Regions from separate parts of the Mus musculus genome. Here all the other regions are linked to region 3. A link is a contact called in public ChIA-PET data. All regions are on one chromosome and are shown on one strand. The core of a region is the stretch at or near the end of the contact, and the rest is flanking DNA. Distances in the headings are between cores, read along the strand shown. Region 1 overlaps Pkp4 (plakophilin 4). Region 2 has its middle 21 kb from the start of Gm46743. Region 3 overlaps Pkp4 (plakophilin 4).

The links. ChIA-PET counts read pairs in DNA pulled down with a chosen protein or histone mark.
Region 1: an RNA polymerase II ChIA-PET map of memory CD8 T cells shows a contact between it and region 3, with 27 read pairs. The contact joins two enhancer-like sites. A contact is called at or near these places in 2 of 115 datasets of contacts at active chromatin or transcription factors (T-cell acute lymphoblastic leukemia and memory CD8 T cells) and 4 of 9 other capture datasets (adipose tissue, embryonic stem cells, liver and 1 more).
Region 2: a contact with region 3 is called in an RNA polymerase II ChIA-PET map of memory CD8 T cells, with 9 read pairs. The contact joins two enhancer-like sites. A contact is called at or near these places in 1 of 484 Hi-C or Micro-C datasets (epidermal suprabasal cells), 1 of 115 datasets of contacts at active chromatin or transcription factors (memory CD8 T cells) and 1 of 9 other capture datasets (embryonic stem cells).

Annotation. Positions count from the first base shown.
Region 1 is chr2:59,337,268-59,340,509 of GRCm38.p6, forward strand. It overlaps Pkp4 (plakophilin 4), which reads left to right. Exons shown (of 22, transcript NM_026361.2): 13 at 317-434; 14 at 1,452-1,643; 15 at 1,814-1,987. Among named protein-coding and RNA genes, the nearest start is that of 5330411J11Rik, 48 kb to the right of the region's middle. Within about 2 kb of position 1,369, at least 68 of the 459 cell types and tissues checked have an H3K27ac peak or open chromatin away from gene starts, as enhancers often do. A contact at or near this core is called in memory CD8 T cells, where this site is marked.
Region 2 is chr2:59,439,595-59,443,017 of GRCm38.p6, forward strand. No RefSeq gene overlaps it. Among named protein-coding and RNA genes, the nearest start is that of Gm46743, 21 kb to the left of the region's middle. Within about 2 kb of position 2,092, at least 9 of the 459 cell types and tissues checked have an H3K27ac peak or open chromatin away from gene starts, as enhancers often do. A contact at or near this core is called in memory CD8 T cells, where this site is marked.
Region 3 is chr2:59,201,760-59,205,208 of GRCm38.p6, forward strand. All of the region lies in intron 1 of Pkp4 (plakophilin 4), which reads left to right. Among named protein-coding and RNA genes, the nearest start is that of Pkp4, 43 kb to the left of the region's middle. Within about 2 kb of position 1,397, at least 41 of the 459 cell types and tissues checked have an H3K27ac peak or open chromatin away from gene starts, as enhancers often do. A contact at or near this core is called in memory CD8 T cells, where this site is marked.

The sequences.
Region 1 (3,242 bases), core at 119-2,618, 140 kb after region 3:
GTGCCCAGCGATTTGGCTTTTAGTAATTCCAGATGTAGTCAGGCTGGCGGCCAAGAATTACCACCACAGCCTATACCTGAACCAGCACAGAAGCTACTCAACTGAAGGTTGGGTTTCAGGAGAGAGAATGACTAGTCACGTTAAAGGAATGGGCTAGCTCAGTGAACAAAGGGTAGAGTGGCATATGGGGTATATCTCAAGCCACCTTTCAATGGCTGCTCTCTGCTCCCATTCTCAGGGATCGTTAAAGTCAGGCTGCATGGCTGAAGGGTAAGTTGTTCAGCTCCGCAGCTCCCACATATTTCTGTCCATCCAGGAACCTCAGCTCTGCCGGGGAGGAAGCACGAAAACAAATGCGCTCCTGCGAGGGGCTGGTGGACTCGCTGTTGTATGTGATCCACACGTGTGTGAACACTTCTGACTACGACAGCAAGGTCAGTACCCTCCCAGCTGCTCACCGCAAAACAGAGTGAGTGCTCGCTCAACAGCACAAGTTGGGCATGATGTGGCAATGCAACAGGCCTGGAACCATGGGTGAAGGACCTCACATGGGTCCCGGATCTGTGTGGTTTCCAGGTGACAGCCCTGAGCTCTCTTCCTAGTCTTAGCCACTGCCCCATCTCAGCCCCACCCCAGTTTCTCTGCACCCTCCTGTTTCCTCTTGTGACATTCTAGCGAATTCTGCCCCAGGGGCTGGGAAAGACCGCAAGTCCAAGCTGAGTATCAGGAGTCCCAAGGTGTGTGCCCGTGTGGTGTTGGGCTAGGCTGGGCTAGGAGAAGCCATTGGTAGATCTTGGGTCACAATAATGAGTCTGAGAGAGAAAAAAATAACTAGTCACCTGCTGGGGATGGGGGGGGGGTGTCTCCAAAGAAACAGCCACGTTTTTAGTTGAGCTCATTAAACAAGACCTGCAGATGACATTGAGAGAAACAAGCAAGTTGGGAAGGAGGACTTGCCAGGTGGGGCAACTCTAACCGTGACTTTAGACATCGGAGTTGGAATGACAGTTGTGCCCCCCCCCAGCCCCAATTAAAGATTTAAAGTATGGAAAAACAGATGCAAAAGACAAAATGTCAACAGAAAGATTAGGGCATTCCTCAGAGAAGGGAGACAGGAAATAGAGGGGCAGCAGAGGTAAGACCTGGCGATAGGGCTGCTTCCGGGAAGGGAGAAGGAAGTACTGGGATGGAGGATGGGAAGTCGTGGGAGGCCTCAGCATCTCCAGTGCCGTGTGGCACTGAACAGGCCTGGTGGATCTTAGTGTAAAGCCAGTCCACGCTTCACAGCTGCACCCTGGCCCTCAAGACTGGAGAGCAGTTCTCCTCCCCTTAGACGTCACATTCTAAGTCAGCAGTATTTCCTTCACGTTCTCCATTTACTTCCTGTTGGTGTGTGCAGTGCCGAGTCGTCTCATGTGATGTTTTTAATTACACACTGTGTTGGGTTTCAGACAGTGGAGAACTGTGTGTGTACCCTGAGGAACCTGTCATACCGGCTGGAGCTGGAAGTCCCTCAGGCCCGGCTGCTCGGACTGAACGAGCTAGATGACTTACTAGGAAAAGAGTCTCCCAGCAAAGACTCGGAACCAAGCTGCTGGGGAAAGAAGAAGAAAAAGAAAAAGAGAACGCCACAAGAGGACCAAGTTAGCATTTCCTTTTCTCTACCGTTTTACTTGTTAGAGAGTGAAAAGCTGTAATTTGGCAGAAAAGATTATCGCTATTTAGCTAAAACCCAGTCCAGCAAAATGCATGAGTAGCAGCCAGAGGGCTTACCCGTTTCCTTTCCCCTCAGCCTGTGCCATCTGTCTTTCAGTGGGATGGAGTCGGGCCTATCCCTGGACTGTCCAAGTCCCCCAAGGGAGTCGAGATGCTGTGGCATCCATCAGTGGTAAAGCCGTACCTGACTCTGTTAGCAGAAAGTTCCAACCCTGCCACCTTGGAAGGCTCTGCCGGATCCCTGCAGAACCTCTCTGCTGGCAACTGGAAGGTGAGATGTTTCCTCCTATACACATTTCTGTCTGTCTTTGTGGTCGGGTCAGCCACAGTGGGAAAAGGACACACTTGTTTATAGAGTTTGTCCATAAAAGGGAGTTATGCGGTCTGGGGAGGAGACAAGATGCCACTCTGGGCACCCTAAAATGAATATGATGAAGTTCCTTCCCTGAGAATCTGAGGTTGATGCGCAAGTGTTATAGTATCCACTGGGTCGGTGCTGTGTGATCCTGGAAACCGACTTCTAGGGTGGGCTGGCAGGGAAAAGGGGGAAGGGAGTTGAAGGCCCCTGCAGGATGAACCGAGCTCAGCCACCAGGGCCTAAGGCTGGGGTGGAGAGGAGGAGCTGATGGGCAAGAAGAACAGACAGGAGGGAACAGGCCTTGTGGTAGGAAAGGACTCTGGGCTCAGCAGGCTGCTCTGAGGCAAAGCCGACAGGACCAGACAGAGCGGCTGGACGCTGAGCTTCAGGAATGAGGCCTGACCCACAGACAAGGGGACTCTGAGGTTTTCGGCAGCTAAATAACAAAGACAAGCCAGTGCGGACACTGTTGGGTTACTTCTGTGGCTTTACAGGGGGTGAGGATAAGAAAAACTAGAGGCTGGGCTTCCCAGAAGGAGCCAGTGCCACATCATAATGAAAGAAGATGGGGACCTGGTTCTGAAAGTTGGGGTCTGGCAGTGCTCGTGGGAATACCCTACTTTTCTCAGGCTCCTTCAAAGCATAGGAAGTTTTGCCTTTTTATACATGTGCAACCCTGTGAACATGAAAATGGTTTCCTGTCATTACCACAATCGGAAGCAAAGTTTCTTAAAACTTTAGATGCCATCTTTCACTTTTCCCAGACAGTCCTTGTGTGATACAGTTTCAGTCACCAGAAACTTTCTGACAAATGGGTGACTCTTGTTTTGGCTCCTCATCCCACTCCACCCAAAATAAGGCTCTTTGGGACTGGATTCTCCATGACTGAGCTCTGTTAGGAGACATGGGTGTACACATTTCACTCAGGTGACTGACAGAGAATCTGTACAAGTTCTTGTGGCCTGATGTTACCTAAGCAATGTGGTTATTCATTTACTGTGTCTGAAGTTCTAACAGCTTAGTGCTAGGGCTGACTAAATTCACAAGAATCCCAGCTCCTGTGAGCCAACGTGGAGGAGCCCTGACCTCAGCAACTTCATCTGTGGGGGAAATGAATAATGTGCCCAGGTGATTGACAGCACTGAGCAAAATTATCAACGACAAGGAC
Region 2 (3,423 bases), core at 842-3,341, 240 kb after region 3:
AAAGGGTTTGTTTGTATTTCTTCTGCCCACAGAGGCAAAGGAGGAAAAGAAAAGCCAGAGCCCAGATGAACAACTGGAAGCTGGTATGTTCCTGGTCAATGAGGTGAGCAGCTGACCTGGGCTTCACGCCCTGGTCCCTCATCACAGACTACATCCTTCTCTTCTCTTCTCTCTCTCTCTCTCTCTCTCTCTCTCTCTCTCTCTCTCTCTCTCTCTCTTATGGTGAAATAGCCTGAGTTGACAGAAGCTGCTGTCAAATGCTCCTCTCTGACCTAATCTACAGCCTTTCAACTAATGCCAGAACCAGAGCCCTAAAGCTGCCAACACATCTGAAAAAATACTTAACTCTTTGTCTGAGGATCGGACCCAGTTGTCCAAATAAAGTCCAAATAACGAGCACAGTGAAGCTATTCCGTGTATTTTTCATGTGTGCCTGGGAACAAACGTTATAGTCCCTGCCGATGAGATTTCTTTTCTTCAATGGTATTGCAGGGCTGCAGCTTCAGAGCATGCGCAGTCTGATGGGCGAGCATGCTGAGAGCCAGGTGAGGTTTTCTTTGTCTTCACTGCGCTGGGTACGGAACCTTCCTGGCATCTGTTGTGAATGGGGCACCAGCAGTTAGGAATCAGGATCTGTGTGCTTATTCCGTTTTACAGCAAGTGGCAACAGAGGAGAAGAGACACAGCCCTGCAGGGTACAAGTAGCCACTCTCTAGCCTACAGCACAGCACACCAAAGGCACAGTTTCCGCAGAAGTCCTATGTTTTTCATATGATGAGCCATTCAGTTAATACCAAATGCCGTTTCTATCAGTCTTACTTCTTTTTCTCCAAGCAGAGCAGAGAGAATTTGGAGTCCTTTGCCTTGTTTCTTCAATAAAAGGAAGACATAGATCTATATCACTTCTTTTGATCAGAGAACTCAGCATTTCTACCCACCTGGCATCTTCTTTGTCTTTGATTCATCACTATAAACTCAACAAATAGTTGTATTAGCACTACCAGGAAAGGTAGGGACGTGTGGGCTTGTTTCTGCTCACCACAAGGGGGAGCCATTGCGCCCTCCTGGTTAGTCATTCCCACTACAGTACCTAAGGTCAGTGCTGGGTCTACACCTGTGCCCTCACTCGACACAGCTTGGAGTGGCCCGCTGTAGCAGCAAAACAAAAGTAGATGGAGAATCCAAAAGGAGTGAAAACGGGTGCTCAGGGGAAAAAAATGCCTGGAATGATGCACAATCATAGAACTATTTACAAGAGCCAAGAAATGGAAACAGCACAAATGCTTGTCACCAGTTGAAGAGATAAACAAATGATAAGATAGACACTTGTCGGAATATTACTCACTCAGAAAAGAACTGTAGCTCTGAACTATACACAATACATGGGTAAAACTAGAAAATACCATGCAAAGTGAAAGATGATGAAGACGAAGCTTTTATCGTATAATCTAATACACCTGAAATAGAATATATAAGTTATATAGATGCACTATAGACTGATGACTTTGGCTAGGGACTAATTGTTTAGTGAGCATAAGCTTTATTTGGGGATGTGGAAATCCTGGGAACTAGGTAGAGATGATAGCATTGTGTATAAGCCATGGGATTCCTTGCTTTACAATGATAAACTTTATGCTATGTGAATTTTATCCCAATAAAATTTCTTTTCAATAAACATTGTTGAGTGATGAGTTAGACAACAGGTGTCTGGGATCAGGACATTGGGGTCTTGACAAACACCCTAGAAGGGAGACATTTGAGACAACAAACACGGTGTACAATAAAGAAGCAGTAGGAAGCCAACAGTGTGTGAGTGGGGGGTGGGGGCGAGATGCCCCGAGTTATCTGGTGTTCTAGGGGAATGGGACATGTAGGGACAGAGGACTGGTGGCCAGAGTCACTGACTGAGCTGGTCATTTCCAGATGCTTGGTGTCTTATTCAAAGCATTTTTTCCATAAACACAGATCTAACAGGGAAATTTTATTTAAAGCAAAGTGACAGTTTAAATCAGAGTGACAGTGGGCCACCTGAGTGAGGGCACTCAAGGGCCCTGACTACCATGTGGGGATTCTTCTAATGCGGTTTGACAGAAGGTGGAGCTAGGTTGCAAAGTGGCGTAGCTTGGGCAGTTCTGTTTTGAGTAACAAATTTGAGTTATGTAAGTCTCTGCTTACCATGCATGTCCTTTCCCATAATGAATCTGATGGCAGCCCTACGAATGTCCAATTATGCACAGGCACAGGGTGGGAAGCAGGAGACTCTCCCAGAGAGTTTGCTTTGAGGACAGAGTTGGCCTCGGAGCACTCAAAACCAGTTCAGGCCAGATCAGACGGTCTCTCTTGGTTTCAGGGCATGTTCCAGGACATGTTTGAATAGAAATAGGGCATTACAAGAGGCTTCTATGCGGGGTAATTTATTTCTGTTGTTTAAAGCAGGTGACAGTTTGATGCAAGTGGGGCTCCTATGTGCTAAAAGGTTGCTAGGCGTGCTGATCAGGGAGAGATGTGTGTATTGTACTTATATGTAAGCATCTCAGGCTGCCAAGAGCATTATTAGAAGGATGTGTGTATGGTCCAGACAAGCAGAGTCCCAACAGAGGACAACAGAGTCCCAACAAGGATGTGTGCATGGCCCAAAACAAGCGGAGTCCCAGGTTGCTAAGCTATTCCCTATACTTGTCTGTCTCGTGAACAAAAGCAGCAAACATCTTTTTTTTTTTTTCAAAGAATGGCAAATGGATAGTGAATTTATTTTCATTAAGGACGTATCCTGTAAAAGACAATTCTAAGCATTTACACTAAGGACAGGAACTCCCCAACAGAGGAACCACCCAAATCCTATATAGTTTTGTTTGTTTGTTTTTTAATCTTGCCTCAAGTTTATTTGTAAAAACAGAATAAGACACTGGTCATCTGCAAATAGTGTGTGGGTAGGTGTGTCCCAGCAATTCATCTGTCTTCACATTGGCAGTAGAAGCCTTTTCTACGGGGCCTTCACAGGGGGCTGGGCACCTTTGGGAGCCCGAGCTGGAGCAGAGGCCTGGGCTCTAGCTTGAACTTTGGGCTCTGGTTGGCAAAGCCTACAACCCTTGCCTACATTCACAACTGAGGGTGATGCTAAATTTCTGTTAGAGATTTCAGTAACGAGACTTTGCGGGTCCCAGCTTCAGAGCCGCTCCGTTCCAAGCTTGCATGAGAGACTGTGGGGCAGTCTAGAGCTCTCAGGCTGCTGTTGTCTGACAGAAGGACTGGAAACCACGAGGCCAACCCAGGCTATGTCTGTTCACAACAAGGCCGGAGACTTGGGGCTAGCCTGAGAGGTGATGTCACGTGACTAAGGAAGGGTGGGATGAGTGCTCGATAGGAGAATGTGAGGGTAGATTTCAGGACACAAGTTAGCAGGAGAGAGCTGCCTGCTGTGTA
Region 3 (3,449 bases), core at 147-2,646:
TTATATGTGAGCGAGGAAGAGGGATGTGGAGGGGAGCAAGTTGGAAAAAATACTTTCAAAACAAGACATTTTTGTTTTTCCGTCCTGTTTTCCCAGAAGCTTTGGCATAAAAATGTCTGTCTCACCCTCAGTCACATCTTGGATGTTTAGGAAAAAACATCTCAGGAAATCATGCATAGTCCTACAGAAAGCTAGTCAGTGAGAGAATGGCCTAAGTTATCACTTAGTTTTAAAGACCAGTCTAGTGTACATTGTGTAGAGAAGATGTTTCTGGTCCTCAGTGCATGGTTGTAGACAGTGCTATGCTTGTCCTGTTCCACGCCTGTTGCACAGGCTAGAATGTCAGCTGCTGTGATTTGATGAGGACAAGCGTTCCGTTAAAATGTACTCAATAGGATAATGTACAAATGTGCTTGGTTTTCTTTCTTCATATATAAAATACAGAGCTCTACCGAGGCGGAGTGGCCTAAGCCTTTAATGCCAGCACTTGGGAGGCAGAGGCGGGCAGATCTCTGAGTTTAGGACCAGCGTGGTCTACATACCAAGTTCCAGGACAGCCAGGGTTACAAAGTCAGACCATGTCTTACAAACAAACAAAGAGAACCCTATTATTGTGGTTTTTGGCTTTGAAATTATACTTTTCATAAAATTTAATTAAATGTGTTATTTCCTGAAAGCAAAAGTTAAAAGACATTTAAGCATAAAGATCTTTCTTGTGATCTCTTATTTCCCCAGATAGGATGGAAACCCAAGATTTTTTTCTTGTATGTTAGACTTACCACTCCATTCTCCAATTCTGATGCCAACCATACACAATGGATAACAGCTGACTTCTGATTCTGGTCGGGATGGCATTGTCCATTCCTTTATTCTAGTTTTAGAGTGTGTGTGTGTGTGTGTGTGTGTGTGTGTGTGTGTGTGTGTGCTCCTGAGGAGAAGGCATTCACTGACATGGCCAAGACTGTCTTCATGTTCACTGATTTTTCTATTTCTCAGTCTGCTCTGATGCCAGGATGCTTTCTGTAAGGAAAAGAGTGTGCGCGATTTGTGCTCTTCTTCCATGGTCTTTGACAAGGAACGAGCTATAGCCACCATCTGTCCCCAGGGACTCAGTGTAGGAAAGACACAAGAGCAATCCTGGGGCAGGCTTCGGCTCTCCCACCAACCTGCTTTTTAGCCAGTCACTGCTTTAATTCTCACAGGCCTGCCAGGCTCTTCTCCTGCCCCTCCCAAGATGACACCCTTTGGTTTTTACTCTTCCAGCTTCTCGTGGGTCTTACCTCCCTCAAGGTCACACTGACACAGTCCATCAAGTACCGGAACACATCTATAGCTTCCTCTCAGCACTCAGACTCTCATCCTTGGCTGCCCATGAGTGAGTGACTCATGTCTTTCTTTGCCCGCTTGCCTCATTTTCTCATCTCCAGAGCTGCCTTCCTGGTTCCTCCCCTTCCTATTCCACCAAATTTAGACTGACTCTATTCACATAGAGCAGGGAGGCTCACTCACACCTCCGTTCTTCCAATACCTTTCAACTTCTGATGGCCTTTCTGCATCGTGGCATACTGGTCTCCTCCCCTCCTGCTGTCCTGTGTTCTGTACATTTTTATCATTGTGTTTTCCTCACTATTGCTTTCCTCTCCACTAGCCCAGGGACTCTTCATCACCTTACTGTCATGACACTTCACACGCTCTGGCATTTTCATGCAGACATAAATGTGTTGTCATTCTTTCCCTGTCCCAGCAGAACAGACAGACACGTGCTTACTAAACACTTCCTCTGCTGTAGTCTCTCTCCCAGGTACTGAGAAAAGTAGCCCCTGCCCTCATGACCTCACAGCGTGTCACTGGGAAATGATTGCTTTTAAACCTGGTGCTTGCTCTACCTATGAGCATCAAAGTCACAGAAGTTCTGTCTAAAAGGCTGATACTTTTTCTCTTGTACTTTTTTCAAAAAGTTGTTTGGAAGTGTTAAATGTGAGCCTGCACTTGGCTCCTTGAATGCTGCCATTAAGCATGCAGACTAAAACCAAGTGGTAGAGACCAGTGTTGTGCCTCCCCCAGCTCAGCTTGCTGGAGACAGCACAGGAAGCGAAGGTGCTGTCATGGTTACAGTGTACTCTTCCTTTCTCTCTCTCTCTCTCTCTCTCTCTCTCTCTCTCTCTCTCTCTCTCCCTCTCCCTCTCCCTCTCCCTCTCCCTCTCCCTCTCCCTCTCCCTCTTCCTCTCTCTTTCTTTTAGTTATACTCCCAAGAGCTACTTTAAAAGCTGTAAATTATTAAAAGCATCATTACTTAAATCAGTATTTATTAAAAGAGACATTAAATGTATGTGTAATTACTGTTTGATGATTCTCCAGTTCAAATGTGTCACCCTTCCTTTTCTTCTCCCTGTGCATGTACTGAAGTGCCTTTCAGATTACCATCTGCCTCACACTGAACGTGTTTAAGCAGGTTGTAATGTATCCCAGGTGGGGAGTTGGTCTGCTCAAACCCATGCTAATGGATGTTGTGTACCCAGCCTAAAGCCACATGAATGTGCATGAAAAAAGAATTAAAACTTGAACCAGCCTGGATCAGACTGCGTTCTTTTTCTTAAAAATCATTCATTCCTATGCTTAAAAACCAAGCTTTCAAAACCATATTAGGACCCATCTTACAGCCAAAACACAAATTCATACTTCATTCTGTTGGCAGGGACCTTCACTATCAATCTAAAAACCCTGTAACTTCTGTACCACTATTAATGCACTGTCTTAATTTGCTTTCTATTCTGAGATAAACACCATGACCAAAAACAAGTTGAGGAGGAAAGTGTTTATTTCAGCTTAGGATTTTCACTTTATACTCCGTCATCAGAAGAAATCAGGGAGGTAACGCTAACCAGGAACTAAAGCAGAGGCCATGGAGAAGAACTCACTGGCTTGCTCCTCAAGGTTTACTCAGCCTGCTTTCTTATACACTCCAAGACCACTAACCTACGCTAACCTAGGGGTGGCGCCACCCCCTCCCACACGAGTCTTCAATCAAGAGAATGCCCAATAGACTTGGTACAGGCAATCTGATGGAGACGTTTCCTCAATTAAGATTCCTTCTTCCCAGATGACCCTAGTGTGTGTCAGCTTGACATAAAAACTAGCAAACAGTACATAATTGCTGATTTTATTTTAATATGCTGCCAACACCGGAAAGTTGGATTCAAATTTTAGCTGTAAAGTATGGAACATTGCTTCCTTCTAGTGACATTAACTCACTACTGACGATGAATATCGTGTAGAAGGATTTCCCAACATATGTTCCCCAGGCTCAGAATGTTAACAGGCAACCCTCAAGAGAAAGTGTGTGTGTGTGGGGGGTCTATGGCAAGTCAGGGTTGAGGGCTTGGGGTTGCATTTGAGGGGTAGAGCATGGGCTAATGATTCTGAGACTCTCAACACCAAGCAGCAGTTCT